2 separate regions of the Hordeum vulgare genome follow, and region 2 is linked to region 1. The links are chromatin contacts, called in public Hi-C maps. All regions are on one chromosome and are shown on one strand. The core of a region is the stretch at or near the end of the contact, and the rest is flanking DNA. Distances in the headings are between cores, read along the strand shown. Region 1 holds the start of LOC123449504 (protein NETWORKED 1D-like). Region 2 holds the start of LOC123449506 (transcription factor MTB1-like).

Region 1 (2,758 bases), core at 251-2,750:
TGGTGGCATTGTCCGTTTCTTTTTCTTTCTCTAGGGCTTGTCTGTGTTGTGGCCCCAGCAATTTTCTGTTTTTTGCACTCTGTTGGATCGTGGTTGTATGGATGCTGGACTATGTGCTTTATATATAAAACGGGGCGAAAGACTATTTCGAGCTCATTTGAAAATAAATAAAATGTATACTCTAAAAATGTAGTACTCCCTCCGTCTCAAAATCATTGTATTAAATTTGTCTACATATGAATGTATCTAGTCATTTTTAGTATTTACATACATCAATTTTCAAACAAATTTAAGACAAGAATTTTGGGACGAGGGAGCACTACGGGGCGGAGGCTCTCCCTCTCCGCAGCAGCAGGAGAGAAGAGAAGCCATTGCGTCGGCGATCCTTCCCGGCGACGCACGCAATAACACTACCGCAGCAGCAGCAAGCAAGCAAGCAGGTGGAGGGAGGACAGGACACGCAGCAGCAGATGCCTCGCGCCATGTGAGGCTCGGTGGCGGGGCGAGGGAGCCACGAGGCCGGCACGTGAGCGAGCGCAGGAGCTGTCCGCCCGTTTCTTCGGTCCTTGATGAAGGATGATGACGATGCAGGGATCCGGGGACCCGGCGGATTGGCGGTAGCTACTGAATTCTCCCTGAGCTCACATGGGCACACGGAATCCCTCGGCAAATCGGCCGTGTGGTGTCGTCTCGTACGCGCCCTCTTGGCTGTAGATCCGTAGCTCATGTCAAGTAGTACCGCTGCGACGGGTGGTTGATGGCCGCCCGAGGACAGTGCCATGTGCAGATGGGCTGCCGGGTGGGTGATAATGCTCCTCTGTAGGCTTGCTGCAAGAGCAACAGGAGAGGGGAGTGCTTGATCTGCACGGAGGATTATCATCTCTTCCATTTTTTCTCTTCCTTCTCAGCCAAGTTCAGATCAGCAGCGCCAAACGAGCAAGGAGGAGAGCGGGGAGGAGCCAGCAGACCGCATCCACATGGAGATCGATCATGGCATAGGGAAATGCCAAACTAACAGTTTTCTACGTGCCGCTTTTGCGAGGCCAAGTGTGCGTGTCACATGGGCACGGGTCGGGGATCGTTCAGATCCACCGCATCATTTCGTTTTCCCTCGGGCCTCTCCCTGGATTGATCCCAGGTTAGGTCAAGTGAGTCAGTCAGTCAAGTGTTCCTTCTCGCAGCAGTAGAAAACACATGCCTAGGGTTTCTCTAGAAGAAAGAAACAGCACACAACATTGGAGGCATCGACTGCAGAGAAGGCACCGCGGTCAAACGGGTCGGTAAACGCGGCATTGAAACTCGTCCATCAACCCCGGCGACAGTTTTCCCTCCGTCCTGGACAGCTTTCATTGCCACCCTAACCATCGGCAGTAAATCACAGAGCACAAATCAGAACCCAGGGAAAAGAAAACTCCTCTATTCTATCCTGTTCCGACCACAGTGTTTCCCCCCCCTGTGCCGCGCCTGCTTGTGCTTGGCCTGGGCCGGCTCTCCACATCTCCTTTGCGCTTTACACGGCCTTCACATCACACTCCAAGGGCACACTGGTGCTGGTGGTGGCGACTGGTGAGTGGCGTGCTGACCATAGGGCAATGGGGGAGAGACCGTGAGATGGGATCTTGATTCTTGCCCGGCGTCGTTGCCACCAGCAAAGGCTCCACTGCGGTACGCCACTGCGCTTCCCTCCCTCCCTCCCTCCCTCCTCGGCTCTCAGATTGGATCTTACGCCAACAGCTTTGGGTTTCTTTCTCCTCGCCACTGCCCGGCTCTGCTCTCGATCTGTTCTCCGGCTCATCTTTTCCGGTGCATTCTGGCGGGTTTCTTTTCGGTTGCCCTGCTGTTCCCCTGGTCCATAGGGTTACTGGTCTCTTGCTCTGGTTGGGGGGAGACACCATTGCTTGATTCGCTCTGGTATTGCTTGCCGAGGGGGCTCTGATGTAGCATTGGCCTCCAAGTTCTAGGGGTGTGTGGATGTTTATTTATCTTCTTTTATTTCTTTTTCTCCCCTGATTTTACCATGTTCCATACCATTGGACCTTTTTTCCCAGTATCTTCATAGCTAATCATTCATGCAGTTCCATTTTCTTGCAGTTTTAGTTTGTTTTCATCTCTTTACTGAACGCTCTTTCTTTTGGCGTAATGCAGTGGGATTGTTAACCTGTCTTTGTATGCTCCGAAACTGGCTCAGGGCTTCATCCATTCTGCTGCGTTCATCAGGGCATCTGTGGATGGGAGGCGAGTATTTCTACTGACTAGTACCAATCTTAACCCCTATTTTTCAGCTTACATTGTGCTGTTCCCCCCTTTCATAGATTCCGTTCATGCAGTTTCTGAAAAAAAAAGGAAATTGTAAATCCTAGTTTCAGCTGCTGATCGATCTACACTTGTGCACTGTAGGTAATCTGCTTACAAATTGGGAGATTCTGTCTGCTCTTCGGGCTCCTCGCTCTTCGCTTTGCCCGGAAGCATGATATACTCCACGTCTGCTTGAATGTATATTCTGAAGCATCAGAACCATCTTCTGTCGCCACGCATGATATTATACCGCAGGGTTGCTCAATCCTGAGCACTAAAGAAGTTGAGAAATATCGTGCCATCTCTGGTGGTTTACCTTGCTCCTCTCTGACAATGGCGACTTTAGTTCGTCGTGACTCGAATAATACACGGTACTCATGGTTGTGGGTTAGCCATATCAGCCCTAAGAACTCCAAATGGCTTCAGGAGAATCTTACTGGTACGCATTTTTTCGCACGATTCG
Region 2 (2,861 bases), core at 210-2,709, 180 kb before region 1:
ACGGCAAGACCCGTCACCCCAGCCAAGGACAAGTTCACCGGATCTGGTGCGGGAGAGTTGCCAGAAGATGGCGTAGTTCCAGCAAAGGCTTTGACCATCAGCTTCAACCAGGTCCTGGAGTTTATTTTGCAAGCCCACCAACACAGACGCTGCTACAAGATTTTCAGATATGGCGCCTCCACCTTTTGTCAGATATGTGAAGGCATCTAAGCCCAGCACAGAAGCACAAAGGGATTTGTCCTCCTCAGTCCAGGACCCTTTGGTGACTTCCTCCTCGATCTCTGTCTTCATCAGTACACTACCTGTTCAAAATGGTAGGAGTCAGGTCACATGAACAAAATAACCACATATAAAAAGGAGAATGCAAAACAAGGAGGATTGCACAAGCGTGCGAGCTAGCGCCCTACGCCGGTAATCACTGCCACATCAGCCCCGATGTCATCGTGGCCAGGAGCAGAGAGATGCACATCTGATGCAAAGTGGTCAAATTGTGTGGTGGTGTCGCATGCTACGACGTAAAAGCGTATCTCCCCAAAAGATGAGTGTATTTCCTTTGATTTCGAGAAAAAAACCACTCACTTTTGATAAAGAAAGTCGCACAGGACCACCCAAATTCCAAGCAACATGCAACAAGCCTAGTGTTGTACTCCCTCCGTTCCTAAATATAAGTCTTTTTAGATATTCCACTAGGAGACTACATACGCATCCGTATGTAGTCTCCTAGTGGAATATCTAAAAAGACTTATATTTAGGAACGGAGGGAGTACCAACTTTCAATTTTACCATTTATGGAAAAGGTGAAATGTGTCCAGTAACTACTTACTACTGAGAAAAACAGGGGATTCTTGTGGCAGGAACTGCAATAATCTTACAGTCATAATCCGAATAGTACTCCCTCCGTTCCTAAATATAAGACCTTTTAGAGATTCCCCTATGAACTACATACGGATGTATGTAGTCATATTTTAAGATGTAGATTCACTCATTTTGCTCCGTATCTAGCATATAGTGAAATCTCTAAAAAGTCTTACATTTAGGAACGGAGGGAGTACCATTCTAGCTATGCTTATTTTATGATAATAAAGCGCATGCAAACGAACAGCTTATCATGTCGTCTCCACCTTCAGGATGAAGCCATTAGCAGCTTAAAACATTTTTTTCCGAATGCTTGGCATCACAAGATCAAACTAAAGGCTGCTGCATATTTTATTACTTTATTATTAAGTAATAGAAATGGCGATCGGTAAGGCACTGGATCTACAGCGGATCTGGATCTGGATGGTGCACCGGCACACCAAGAAATTGTGGACGTCAGTGGGGACTAATCAGTGGATGGGAACAAGCTCATACCTTTAAATCCAGTGGCCAAAGGTTGCGGCTTGCGGGCGGGGGAGGGACAAGCAGGGACAGGGACGCTATGAACATGAACGGGAACGGCGAAGGTGGAGAGGTTTGAGGGGGGGCGTCAGCGTCAGCCGGCGGCCGTGGGGTATGGGCACGGCACGGCACGGCGGCGGCGGCTTGTTGTAGGCCACGCGGCCACGCGGTGGAAGACGCACGCTAGCTGTAGTGATGTAGGTCGAGATTGGTAGGTCAGGAGTCGGGAGTCGGGACTGGCGAGGGGAAGAGGAAAGAAAAGGTACGGCGAAGGAACCGGCTCCTCTCACCGTCTGACCTGACGTGCCGCTGATGAGGGAGTGAGGGGAGCTCCTCTTCAGCGCTTTTTTTATTATTATTTTTTTGGAGCCGACTTCTTCGGCGCTTCAGGCGCGCCGACGCTGATGGTTCGCTGCTCCATCGCATTTAACAATAAGAAAACGAAAAAGTCGTGAATTCACAAAAAAAAGGATTTTGAAAACAAGCTCATGAACTTGAAAAAAAAGTTCATCAAATTTGTAAAAAGTTCTTTGATTCTAAAAGTTCATCGCTTTAAAAAAAATATTCATCGGATTTAAAGATGGTTCACCGATTTCAAATATATAATCATCGATCTTGAAGAAAATTTATTGGTTTTTTTTAAATATCATGAATTTGAATAAAAAGTTCATGCGTTTAGAAAGAGAAAAAGAAAAAAAAACTGAACAACTTTGTTCCAGGAAAAAATAACAGAAAAGTTCGGTGGAGTGTAGAGGATAAAAGGGAGAAATGTGATTTGGCACAATCAATCGAGATGGCCTACTGGTTAGTGTGCTTTGCTCTGAATAGAGAGGTCATTATTTTGAACCCCAACGGTCGCAGCTTTTTACTTATCAAGAAAGAAAAAGTTAAACGGATCCCTATCTACAAGGAGGGAGGTGTGCTTCAGACGTCCGTTTGCAAAATGGTCTGTAACGGTACAAAATAGGACGGGAGCAACTGTTCATTCGGGGTGGTTTGGCACGCTCTCAGCCGTCATCACGTGTCATGTTTTAAACGTTCAATGCAAAATTTATTTTTTATTTTTCTGCACGCATTCTTTTAGATGCTTTGGGGGCTATTTTTTATTTTTACCTGCTTTCTTATGTTTTGGACCCAGCAAAAATCAAAAGAATGACGCAGAAAAACGCACTATTTTTCCTTCATCCGGAAGCAGCCGTGTCTCTCACAAAAGGGAAATATATGTCTCCTTTCTTTTTCCTTCTATGAGAGACACAAATTTACTTCTCGTAGAGGTATGGATTCGCTTTCTTTAGAGGCACGATCGAAAAGGGAAACAACGTGTTTTCTTTTTTTTATCAGAGGCATAAATTACTTCTTGTGAAGACATAAATTTGCTTTCGTGAAAGGCACCGCCATGCCTTTCGTAAAAAAAATAAACGCGTTTTTTCTATCAGGAGTGGCACGGATTTACTTGTCGTGGTGGCATGGAATTTCTTACGCGA

What was found. Hi-C and Micro-C count contacts between places; a contact is called where the count stands out from the background.
Region 2: a contact with region 1 is called in a Hi-C map of seedling, with 2.9 times the contacts expected there. The contact joins the promoter of LOC123449506 here to the promoter of LOC123449504 in region 1. A contact is called at or near these places in 1 of 6 Hi-C or Micro-C datasets (seedling) and 1 of 1 datasets of contacts at active chromatin or transcription factors (embryo).

What each region holds. Positions count from the first base shown.
Region 1 is chr4H:558,725,867-558,728,624 of MorexV3_pseudomolecules_assembly, reverse strand. It overlaps LOC123449504 (protein NETWORKED 1D-like), which reads left to right and starts at 1,500. Exons shown (of 7, transcript XM_045126751.1): 1 at 1,500-1,665; 2 at 2,146-2,255; 3 at 2,398-2,734. The coding sequence starts at 2,629.
Region 2 is chr4H:558,902,377-558,905,237 of MorexV3_pseudomolecules_assembly, reverse strand. It overlaps LOC123449506 (transcription factor MTB1-like), which reads right to left and starts at 1,459. Exons shown (of 2, transcript XM_045126752.1): 1 at 1,351-1,459; 2 at 1-302. The coding sequence starts at 291.